Linked DNA regions of Sus scrofa: region 1 is linked to region 2. The links are chromatin contacts, called in public promoter capture Hi-C maps. All regions are on one chromosome and are shown on one strand. Each heading gives the region's core, a stretch centred on a gene start, on an enhancer-like site or on the middle of the called end of the contact. The rest is flanking DNA. Distances are from core to core; before and after follow the strand shown.

The links. Promoter capture Hi-C pulls out the DNA fragments that hold promoters and counts their contacts.
Region 1: a promoter capture Hi-C map of fetal skeletal muscle shows a contact between it and region 2, with 4 times the contacts expected there. The contact joins the promoter of RMND1 here to the promoter of FBXO5 in region 2. A contact is called at or near these places in 2 of 5 promoter capture datasets (fetal liver and fetal skeletal muscle) and 3 of 47 Hi-C or Micro-C datasets (heart right ventricle, liver and skeletal muscle).

The regions. Positions count from the first base shown.
Region 1 is chr1:14,791,288-14,797,479 of Sscrofa11.1, forward strand. It overlaps RMND1 (required for meiotic nuclear division protein 1 homolog), which reads left to right and starts at 4,345. Exons shown (of 13, transcript XM_005659141.3): 1 at 4,345-4,495; 2 at 5,672-5,885. It overlaps ARMT1, which reads right to left and starts at 4,036. Exons shown (of 5, transcript NM_001243637.1): 1 at 3,941-4,036; 2 at 1,035-1,140; 3 at 65-309. The coding sequence starts at 3,987.
Region 2 is chr1:13,464,136-13,470,521 of Sscrofa11.1, forward strand. FBXO5 (F-box only protein 5) reads left to right here and starts at 2,826. Exons shown (of 5, transcript XM_003121138.4): 1 at 2,826-3,550. The coding sequence starts at 3,448.

The DNA.
Region 1 (6,192 bases), core at 3,095-5,594, 1.3 Mb after region 2:
TTTTATAATCTCAGAAAAAGCATCATTTACCTAGACATTTGTTATTTGATGGTTATATACTTACCTTTGGATAATTGCTTCATGAATCCTCCGATACATGTAGCATTCCACAAACAACCACGGGGAAAGAAACCACCTTGGTTTCCCATCACTTTCATTTAAAAGGCTCTGTTGATATTCTAAGTACTGATTCCATGTGTCAGTATCAACGAACTTTTCAACTAAAGGAACTATTGGTTTATCTGTTTGCAATTCATTCCGTAATTTAGACAGAAGAGAAATTGCTTTCTTTTCAGCTTCCATGCCTTTCTGCAGAAATATGGGAAAACATTTATATATGAATAATCTATATGTAACTGTTTTATATATAAATGATATATGTACACACATATATACACATAATTTCTCTAGGGTGACCCATTTTTATATATCTAAACTTAAGGAAAAGAATACATTTAAAAACTACATTCTAGTCTTTCACAAACTATTATGAGCACCTAAATTTCTTTCTTTTTTTTGTCCTTTGTCTTTTTGGGCCGCACCTGCAGCATGTGGAGGTTCCCAGGCTAGGGGTTGAATCGGAGCTACAGCTACTGGCCTATACCACAGCCACAACAACGCTTGATCAGAGCTGCGTCTGCTACCTACACCACAGCTCTTAGCAACGCCAGATGCTTAACCCATTGAGCCAGGCAAGGAATCGAACCCGAAACCTCATGGTTCCTGGTACGGATTTGTTTCTGGTGCAGCACAATGGAACTCCTAAGCATTTAAATTTAGAATTTTAGAATTTTGAAGCTGAAAAATCAAAGAACACACACACACACACACACACACAGACCCATCTCATATCAGATTATCTTGCCTTATCTCTTCTGCCTTTGTTTTTTTAAACTTTCACCTTAGGTACTAGAGTTTTTTCTCTATCTCCAGGTGGGCTAACCATTACCACAGAAGGAAAACTGTTTTCTGTGTTTCAGTTAGAGTTAAAAAAAAAAAAAAACCCAAAAAAAAAGTTAAAACACAATTCTTACCTCTCCATGTTTCTCGAAAAATTCACTTTTGTGTCGATGCAGTGTATCAATAGCCTTGGTTAAGATCTGTGGTATTCTATCTTTAATTGTAATATAGGCAAATGATCTAGAGAAGAGGATCATATACACAGTATATTACTCAGCAGCATTAATACTAGAAGATTGGTCACCGGAACACCTGATTTAAATTCAAACTCCTTTTCATACAACTGTGCAAGGTAAACCAGCACTGCTTGACTCTCATAGCAAAAAGTAGGAAAATCTGAAAGCCTTTCTGGTGTATCATAAAACTCTTTGTGCCTCAAATCCCAGACTCTCAGAATCTGTTTAATCGTTCTTCTCTCATTGTATTCCTTTTATTTTCCTTAATCAGAAACTAGTTTAACAATGTGATAAGACAGAAAAAGAAGAGATCTCCCTGTGGTGCAGTGGAAATGAATCCAACTAGTATGAAAACGCGGGTTCAATCCCTGGGCTTGCTCCGTGGGTTAAGCATCCAGCACAGCAGTAAGCAATGTTCTAAGTGGATCTCATAAACTGGCAGCTATAGCTCCTATTTGACCCCTAGCCCGGGAACTTCCATATGTCACAGGAGTGGCCCTAAAAAGCAAAAAAAAAAACCACACAAAACCAGAGAGAGAGAGAGAGAGACAGAAAAAGAATTATCCAGACTTTTCTCCCAGGTCTATTACTTACTAAGTGACTTCTTAGAAAGATGAGGCAATGGATGTAAGACTGCCTGAAAGACTCTACTGTGCTAGAAAAACATAAAGAATGAAAGACATTTATGAGCCTGCTTCTCTCTTGTGTTATATTCTTAGTCAAATTTAATTCTTTCCAAAGGTTTTCTTGCTGTCTTCTCTATCTGCCCAATAACTCCTTCCATCCTCTTCTACCCTAAATAAAATTAAGGCATATTATCATCTTCCTCTCCCAACTGGAAAATTTGATTTTCTTTTCTTTTTTGTCTTTCTAGGGCCACACCTGCAGCCCTATGGAAGTTCCCAGGCTAGGGCTCGAATTGGAGCTATAGCTGCCAGCCTACACCACAGCCACGCCAGATCCGAGCTGTGTCTACGACCTACACCATAGCTCATGGTAACGCCAGATCCTTAACCCACTGAGTGAGGCCAGGGATGGAACCTGAGTCCTCACGGATGCTGGTCAGATTCGTTGTCACTGAGCCAGGATGGAATTCCAATTAGAGATTTTTGTAGAAGTGTCAAAGAATGAAGAAAGCTGGAGATGACTTGGGTATACTTGAATTAAAAACTAAAGATATTCCTGATTTTAAACATACAAAAATCAAGATGTACAGATTATCACACTTGAAATTAATACAACACTGACAACTTCACTTCAATTTAAAAAACTATACGATGTCAGCCCCCCAAAAAGATTTAACGATTATCACTTTATCATAATTAGTTTAAGGAAATACATGAATGAGTTAGAAAAAAGACTTCAGTAAGTGATGAAATTCTGTGCAGTTTTTAAATCAAAAGCACAAAACTTAGCTGATCAGGTCATTTATATCTTCAGATCACCAGAGGCAAAGTAAAAACAAAGTAAGTTGAAATACTGCTGCCCAAATCTCCTACTTTAATGCGGGATCTTCTTAAAAACTCAAATACCTTATTGCAAATTTTAAAAAATAGGATTATACCTTGAGTATTTCTTTAAAAGACTTCCTCAAATGTTAAATATAAAACAAAGAAAATTGCAAAAATGCTTCCTGATTCTGTGGTGTTTTACAGCGAGTAGATTTTAATATGCAGAGTTAACTGCTCTGATCAGAATTTAACTTTTAAGAATTACTACTAATTCCTTGGAAGAAGAGAAAGAATACTAAATCAATGACACTTGAATTTCCCAAGGCAGCAGATAGAAAAAGAAGTGCTAGTCCTCTGAGGTTTACTTATTTGGAAAGTATTACTATTTTTCCACCTACTAAATGTCTCCAGAGGCTTGCATCTCTAAGGCTAAGGTCTCAGGTCAGCACTAGAGTGAAGGCAGAGCGCCCGGGCTCAGTATTTAGACACACACAACCCCTATATTTGCACGACCCTGAAGCTGAGCACATGCTTAAATCATGGGACACTGGTGCCTCTCTCACCTCCCTCTACTGCCGGTACAATTTCTTCTAAGTGTTCTTGGGTTTTGCAATACTTTGCCGTAAGGACATATCTCAAATATAAATTAGGCCTTTCAATTTATACAGATAGATATATTTTTAATGGAATCTATAACATGAAGCCTAAAAGGCAAGAAGGTACAGTAATTTTTTAGTGGGATTATGAATTAATCTGATCAGCGATCTGAGGACCCCCCCCAGCTTTTGTAGAGAACTTTAACCCCCTGCAAAGTAGGTTCATTAACTAAATAAAATATAATTAAAACCAGCCGCTGCAACATTCTAAAAGCGGGCATACACTCTCAAGACAATCATGCGGGAGTTAAAAAAACAAAAAACAAAAAAAACCACAGTTCGAACCGCTTTAAAAACATAACTGTTTGATACAAATTAATATAAGGCTAAAAACCCGCGAACCATCACTGCAGAGACGCCGGGGTAAACGGAGATCTTCAGTCAGGGTTCGCAGTCCGTGCCGGTGCAGGCAGGGAAGAAATCACGAATCACTGCAAGGAAGAAGTTACAAAGCCTATCCGAGCCTGGAGCCCAGCGAGCGGCCGCCCTGCCCTCGCCTCCACGCGAGTCCTTAGAAACCCAGCCGCCGCCGCCGCAAAGCAGGACCTACGGTGCGATGGAACTCGCGGGCGGCGGGGAGCAGGCGCCTACCGCACAGCGCCGCTTCCCCGCTGGGGCCCGACGGCTCCCGATGGGGCCCAGCTTTCCGCAAAAGCGGGGAGGAGGAAGAGGAGTGAGCGAGGAAAGCGACACGAACCCTACGTCCTGTCCCGAGAGAGACTTCGGAGGCCCCGCCATCACCATCCGCGTTCCCCGCGCCAACTCTCGGGTTTCACCAGACGCAGGAAAGCAGGAGGTGCCGGCGCGAGGGAGGAGCTGAGGTGAGGAGGGAGGCGGGTTAAAAAATGCTTTTGAATGAAAAAACTTTATTTGGTGCCCATAGCAGAGACAAACAATGGCCAGCTTGAGGACGCGGAGATCTTCCGGGGGCGAAGGCGGGGACAGCTGAGGGCGACGTGAGAAGCGGAATAAGGAAGCGGGCGGAAGGCGGAAGCAAGCAGGGACCGGGAGGTCTCAGGGACTCGGGAGCGGAAAAGGTCACGGTGGCACGGGGTCACGTGGTCCTGTGGTCACGTGGAGCCAGCGCCTTACGCTCGGCGGCGTCTGGAGTTCTGTGCGCCTGCGCACTGCCTGGCGCTGGGAGGGGCGGGAGGTCCGGGTTGATACTGGCTGTTGCCTCGCGACACTTGGCTGCGGCGGGGTCGCGGAAATTTGCACCCTTGGCGGGTCCCTCTTCTTTTCCGGCGGAGAGGTTAGTGCCACTGCCTTGTTCTGGGAGCTTGCACGGTCCCGGCATAACGCTCCCCGCCTTTGCTTCCCGCAGACCTGAACCTCTAGCGTCACAGGTTTCACCGGTACGTTGATGGCCCTTGCCTATTACAGTGATCTTTGGTCGACTTGGCTGGGAGTAAAAAAAGCACTCCATCAATGCACACATACTGAACCCTTTTTTGAACCAATGCAAGCGGTAACTGCAAAGATAAAATACTTTTGAACGGCGTAAAGCATTGGAAGACATGCTCGCAAAGATTAGCGCCATTTATCCATTGAATCGTAGCCTGGCTGATACAGTGTTCTTAGTTGGTATGTTGTTCTTAAAAAGTAGACAGTGTGTCCAAGAACAGAATAGCTGCCTTGTATCTCATTCAGAAAATATGAATTGAATTACCTCCTGTGTGCTGGGCACTGTGGTCACAGAAGACGCAGCATGAACAATAGACAAATCTTTATCCTCAAGAAACTTCTGTGCTACAGGAGAGAGACAAAGATCTCCTTCCCTCTTCTGTTTTTTTCCCCTTTAGCATTGTCACTCTCATGTACATTTTATTTACCACGTCTGTTATCTCTCTTCCCCCCACTGTGATGTAAGCCTCAAAAGATATGGATTTTTATCTATTTTATTTTCATCTGTATTAGCAGGGAGGACAATGTCTGGCACAGGGTAGGAACTCGGTTCATAATTTGTTTAATAAATTTAAAACACAAAGTATTGGAGTTTCCTGGTGGCCTAGAGGTTAAGGATCTGATGTTGGGTTAGATCCCTGGCCTGGGAACTTTCATATGCCACAGGCAAAGCCAAAAACAAAACAAAGTGTTTGCAAGTAATGTTAAGTGCAATGGAGAAATAAAAAGTGGAGCAGGCCAGAATGTGCGTTCTCATGTGCATTTTAAATGAAGTGGTTGGGGAAGGAGGACTTTACTGGGTAGGAGACGTGGGAGCAAAGGTCTGAAGGAGATAAGGGAATGAGGCTTAGAGATATGTGGGCGAAGAGTGGAAGGCAAAGTAAGTGTAAAGATGCAGAGGCCAGAGTGACTGGAGCAAAATAAAGGAGGGAAGAAAGCTGTAGGAGATGTTAGGGTTATGATAAAGGACCAGAGGATGGAGGGCCATACAGTCCATTTTAAGGTCTTTGGCTTTTATTTCAAGGGAAATATGAGGCTGGCATCACATTTTATGAAGATGGAAGATGTGATTTGACTGACGTTTGGTTGCTGTGTCGAGAAGAGTCTGAAGAACAGAGCTGAGAAAAAAGTTCAGAAGCTGTGACAATGATTCTTGGGAAAGACAGCGGCTTGGACCAGGGTAGTGGCAGTGCTGGTGCTGAGGTCACACAAAGCCAGGAGGATTTGCTGACACACGGGTATGGAGAGTGAAGAGAAGCATGAGGGGGATTGCAGGTTTGGGGCTTTAGCAAAGATAAAGCTGTGATTGGGATTTCCTGAGTCAGAGAGACTCTGGCAAGAATAGGGTGTGCAGGAAGTTTTCAAAAGCTCAGTTTTGAGCATGTTGCACATTGTCATGCTTATCCGAGTGGTTTAGGGACAACTATTTGCTCTTCATCAACGCGTGATAGTATATAAAACTATGAGATTGGGTAAGAGCACCAGGAGCTGAGAATAGAAAAGTGACCCAAATACTGAGCCTTGGTGCATTACATTCTTGGGATG
Region 2 (6,386 bases), core at 1,576-4,075:
GGGGGAATTAGAGCCTAAGGTTGCTGCTAAACACAGTGCAGTGCACAGAATAGCCCCATAACAAAGAATTATCTGGCCCAAAATGTCAATAGTGCCAAGGTGGAGAAACTCTGTCCTGTATCTTGGCATACAGAAGTAACTCCTCTGTTCTATCTAAATTACCACTGTAACTAGATGTATTTGACTCCAGTGTTCCATTATATCTATGTTTTGTACATCTTATCACCTCCCCCCTGTACTCATGATGTTTTTATTCAGAGGTTTTTCTTACTGAGCATCTGCTATGTCCATCATGGGGCAGGCCCAGAGAGTAGGGGCAGGTACCACATCCCAGTTATTTCCAGACACTCCACAATGTCTTGCACGCTACAGGCCTGCAATAAGGATTTGCTGAAAGAATAAGGGCAATTCTCTCTGCACTTATTTAGCACCTAAAAATTCAACAATTCTGTTACCGATCGCAGAAAGAGGCATTCGCATCTGCTGACTTCTAGCAAAACAGGGAATGGCCCTTTCTCAATTTCTCACTAAAAATGAAACTAACATGTGCTCCTGAACCTAGTCAACAAGTTAATTATCAGTTAAGAATAATATTTCAACATAATCCAAGCTCTAGCAATTAAAATAAATATTAAGTAACTTAAAAAACCTAAAGAAGGAGTTCCCGTTGTGGCGCAGGGGAAACGAATCCGACTAGGAACCATGAGGCTTCAGGTTTGATCCCTGGCCTCACTCAGTGGGTTAAGGATCCTGCATTGCCATGAGCTGTGGTGTAGGTCAAAGACTCGGCTTGGATCTTGCATTGCTGTGGCTGTGGTGCAGGTCAGCAGCAACAGCTCCGATTAGACCCCTAGCCTGGGACCCTCCACATGTCGTGGGTGTGGCTCTCAAAAAGAGCAACCCCCTCCCACAAAAAACCTAAAGAAAAAGACTAACTATTCCAACATAGAATAAAACATGCTTCGCTCTTTATATTACCTTATACTACAATAGTAATTTTAGTTTTTCCAATATCTTAGCCCTTTTCTGAAAATAAATTTAAAATATAACTGCTGATGAACACCTTTTAAGCTGTGGTCAAGATTCAAAGGTTATCGTATAGGTGCTCAACTAACTTAAAAAGAACCTCCCCAACCCTCCAATTTCATATATTTTTCTACATCTAAAAATAAAAGAGGTGAATAAAGATGAGCTCTAAAGTCAAATGGGGAAGTTATAAAAACTATAAACAAGTGGGCTTCCCACAATTATTACTTCTCAGTATAACATAAAGGAAACTACATGGATTTATCCCAAAGATTGGAGTTGGAATTTTTGCTTACTATCTGTGTGCTTCTGTGGGAATGCATTTAAACTTTTAAGCACCATCAAAAAATGCAAATGCTAAGTTTATTATGAGAATTAAAGGCTAACATTTACAAAGTGCCTAGTAGATAGAAAAGCAACCATAGTTTTAATATTCATTCAACAAATCACTCCCTAGCTAAAATCCCTCCAACAGTTACGGACTGCTAGAAAAGAAACTAAACTCTACATGTAAACCAACTTAAGTCCTGCAGGATCTGGCCTCTACCTCTGTGACCTCAGCTCCTACAGTCTTTCGATCCATAGGCTCTAGACTTCCTTCCAGCCTTGGAACAAGCCAAGGACATTCGTGTCTCTGCATTACCAGCTCAACATTCTGATCTTAGCCCAAAGCCTCAGAAACCTTTCTGACCACCCACCCAAAGTCCTTAACCAAGCCCCTTATACCTATTCTCTACCCTTTTAAATTGTTTTATATGCCTCTTTAATTTAATGAAATGAATTAATTGCCAATTTCTTTCCCATTAGAATGTAAACCCCCCAAAAGTCAAGACTTTGTCCTTTCAATTCTGTAAGTCCAAACCTAGCACGAGGACCAGGCTCCAGTGAGAGACAAATGACTCAGGTGCAAAATTTAAAGGGATGCCAAAAATTTAAACCATCAAGAAAAATACTAATTTAATGAAACAATCTAAAAAATAAAAAAAAAAGCTTCACATAAAGACAGGATCCACTCAGCACTGGCATGATTCATCTGGTTCCCAGACCTGCTTCACATACCACAAGCCAAGTATTAACTCTCCCTAAGGCTGAAGAAAAGCGAAAGAGGGAAAACTGCAAAAGACGGGAATTCGGACTTACATCCTGTGACTTCACTGCGTTGTGACCCAAAGGTAGGTCGAGATTGCACTGCCATCACTTAAGCGCACAATGAAAGTATAGCATGACAAAAATATGATACAACTTGTCATCGAAGACTTAATAATTAATACTTTCATCCTTCACCCCATCACTAGACAATCATGGCCAGGAGTTTGTGGCCCCTGGGTGTGGGAATTAGAACTCCCAAGGCAGGATGACTGATGGATTGATTGACTCCTTCATTCTGGCGCTCGGCCCTTGAGGAAAAGCAATGAAACCCAAGAGAGTACTGGAGATATAAATTTAATAAGCTTAACGTCCGTAACAAAATAATGGTAGCTGGGGAACTGTGGCTGGAAACAAATAAATACGCTTACATGAAAAAAGTAACTCTGTCCTAGCCTCACGCCCACCGGAAGGCTCCAGGGAGACCCAGGTTCAGATCTCCCGCCAACAGGCGGGTGAGACAGCCCACCGCACCTGGAGGTACGCGGCCCCACACCTTGGGTTCCCCAGGAGAGAACCGCGGGGTACCCCAGCGCGCAAGCGCCGACCCGCCAACTCCACAGCCGCCGCCCGCCAAAAGCGCCTGCGCAAAAGCACCGAGCAGGGGGAGGGGCGAAACTAGGAGGGAGAGAGGAGCGCGCCTAAATCCTAGAGAGGCGGGCTAAGTAGGGCTGGGGGGAGGGCTCGTCTTCCGGAAAGTCTGCATTCCCGGACGACCGGAGTCGCCGCTCACCAAACGCCTGCTCGTGAGATGACCAGAGGAAGTCGGCTATCCTTTGTACCCATCGTAGATCCTCAGACAGAAGCCGCAGCTGCCTTCAGGATGAAATTCGGACCCACAGGAGGCCGGTGCACCAGACTGCAGAGGGGAGGTTGGCGGGAGCGCGCATGCGTGGTAGGCTACCTCCACGTGCAGGCCGCGGGAGGCCTACCCCGCGCTCCGAGGCCCCGCCCCGGCCCCGCCCCCAGCCGCAGCATCTTTCCGGACGCTCGGGGCCGGCTGGAAGGAAGGAGGTTGGGCCTCGCGACCCGGCCCCGCCTCGGCTCCCTCCAATTGGGCGTGGGTGAAGGGATCCCCTCCCACCCTCCTCCCATTGGAGCGCGCGTGTGAGCGGCGCTCCCCATTGGGCCCTGCGGATTTGGGCACCAAATTCAAAGATTTTAAAAGTACCAGCTGGCGCCTTTTAGAAGCTAGAGCCCTGTGAAGCGGACCGCCTACTCCTCCGCAGTGGTAGCAGCTCCTTCTCACCTGAGGCAGGTCCCACTTGCACTGGCATGAGCCGGCGCCCCTGCAGCTGTTCCCCACGGCCGCCCTCCGGTTCCTGCCGCTGCAGCTACAGCGCCCTGACAGCTGCCGGGCGCCCTCGCCCCTCGGACGGTGGGTGAGAGGAGAGGGCGCGAACGGGGCTTGGTTTTAAGGAGGGGTGCCCGGTGGTGGGGAGACTAGGGAACCACGCGACCCGGACCTGACTCCCTCCCGAGTCCGGCCATGCAGCCCCTCGCCGGGCTCCGGACAGGTGGCGACGGTGGGTCCCGGGACGAGGAAGAAGGCTAAGGTCCCGGGCGGGGAAGCAGATGTGCCGAGGCGGGATGGAGGAGGCCTGGGGCCCGCGGTGCACGCCGACCTTGGGCGCCAAGTCCCGGGGAGGTGCGGGTGGGGGCCTCCCTGGCTGCCCTTTCTCCCTGGGCAGGGCCACCTACCTCCACCCCGCGGTCCTGGGCGCCAAATGCGCCCCCTCTCCCCTCCCCCACCCCACCGCGGGGCTAAGGCTCTGACAGGGCCCGCGAGCCGGCGGCCCCCAGGGTCAGGCCTGGCGCCCGACCCCCGCTTGCTGCGCCCCTTTCCCGCGTCTGCCCCGCACCCCCAGGTCCGAAGGCGGTTCCCCCGGGTTTTCGCCACCTCAGTCTTCCTGGCGGGCGCGGGAGATCGTGCTCGCTGTTACCTCCCGCCTCCTCCGCAGGGCCCGCGCCCTGAGGGCCACCCCTCCAACCCCTCAGGATTTCCAGGGTCTCCCCCAACCTACTCCCGCCAAATGGAGGGACCCCCCTCATCGGGCCAGGCTCCGTTGGGACCTCCAAACAAAAACGTTCAATTTCTCCTTTTTCCGTTTTACCCGATGACTCAGTCTCAAGGCCTGGAGTCAAAAAGAGAGGAAAAAAATGCATTTTTTTAATACAAAAACGTGAGTTTGTCCAAATTTAGGCGATTTTGAAGAATTTGGGAAGATCTGAGAGTTGAAGGATTAGTTATTCTTTTCCTGTGCTCCTGAACTGCTAATCTTTTATCTCAACTCTTGGAAAGGAAGGCACTCAAATAAACTTAGTTTTATCCTCTTTGTTGCTATCTCTGAAAGAGATCCAAATGCATTCATTTTACCTCAGAAATTACCAAAGAATTTTAGAAATTAGCCACTTGATATTGGGTATTTAGTAATCACTGAAAGATGCCCCTTTCTTCAGAAAAAGGATCTGGAAGCCTCAAGAAAGAAAAATAATTTTTAACAGATTAAGTCTATTTCTAGAAGTCTGTTCATAAGTCTGTAAAATTCTGAAGCCTGGTGGCATTCAGAAGGGATTTTTTTGATTGTTTAATTCTAGTTCTCTACTACCTTTCCTCTCAAGAGAATGTTGCTGTCCCATGGATTTTTCCCCCCCTGTTTACAAATTTGAAGAAATGGAAAAAAATATTTAATGCATTCAAATACTTCTGAAAGTAGACTTTTCTAAAATTTTCTCTTAGGAATTATGGCTGATTTGCAGTTTATGGCGGCCAAGCCTTAGGGCTCTCTTACATTCTTAAGGAATAGCCATACCTAACTTTGGGCACATGCTGGTTATCTTACAGTTATTGGAGATTGTAGAACTTAATTATTTAGCAATGAATAGCTCTAAAGATAAATTATAAAAGGTCAAACTTTGTGCAGTTAACTATAATACTACATTTTCATAATGGACTGTGAGTTGGTTTAAAAAAATGCAGTTTGAACCTTTACCATGAGGTAGATATTAATGTCTCCATTTTAGAGAAAATGGAAGAGGCTAATTGAATGTTCTAGCCAGAAGACTGCGCAAGATTTTCATTTGACGTTGGGTATGATTCCTAGGAAAAGTATAGAATGTAGAATGTAGTTTGCTGCTTTTAAAATGTTCATGATTTGCAATATAGAGAATATGAAGGTGTTTGACTTGGAAATAATATGGTGAAATGTATTTATTAAACTATTTGTGATAAGGACTCTGCCTTGTGTTTAGTCCAGTTTTATTTTCTTAAATGAGGAAACAGGCTTTAAGAATTAACTTGCCCAGTTTTGTTCTGTTTTTTTTTTTAACCTTGTGTGCTCAATACCCCAGGGTGGTTTTTACTCCCAATTTCCTCCAGCATCCATATCGAATAGAGTATATCACCAAGCTCTGTTGACTTTACCCTTCTAAAAAGATCTCAGATCTATCCAATTATCTTCATTTCCATCGCAGTCATCCTAGTCTCAGGTATCCAACACTTAGGACTCTTGTGATAAGTACTTCTTTATTCTATTTTTTATAGTTGCACCCACAGCATATGAAAGTTCCCAGCCCAAGGACTGAATCTGAGCCATAGCTATGGCAGCTCGGGATCCTTAACTCACTGCACTGGGCCAAGGATCAAACCCACACCTCTGCAGTGACCTGAGCCACTGCAGTTGAATTCTTAAGCCACTGCACCACAGCAGGAACTCCCAGTAGGTACTTCTAACTAGCCTCCCTGCTTCCACTTCTACCTTCCTACAATCAGTTCACCACAGCTGCCAATCATTTTTTAGTGTAAACCAAATATCTACTTACAGCCCTTCAAAGGCTCTTTATTATACAGTAAATAAAATCCAGTCTATCCTAGAAATCCTATATAGCATTCTGTACCTCTCTAACCTTAATTTTCAATCAGTTCTTCCCTTAGCACACTAAGTTGCAGCCCTGCAGGCCTTCGGATTCTTTGGAAGCTCAACAATTGTCCTTGCTTCTAGTGTCCACCTTTCTGGATTTTCACAAGGCTTTCAGGAGGTCTCAGAATGTGGGAGTTCCTGTTGTGGCTCATCAGTAACGAATCCAACTAGTGTCCAGGAGGATGCCAGTTGGATCCCTGGCCTTGCTTGGTGGGTTAAGGATCCGGCGTTGCTATTAGCTGTGGTGTAGTTTGCAGACTCGGCTTGGATCCTGCATTGCTGTGGCTGTGGCAT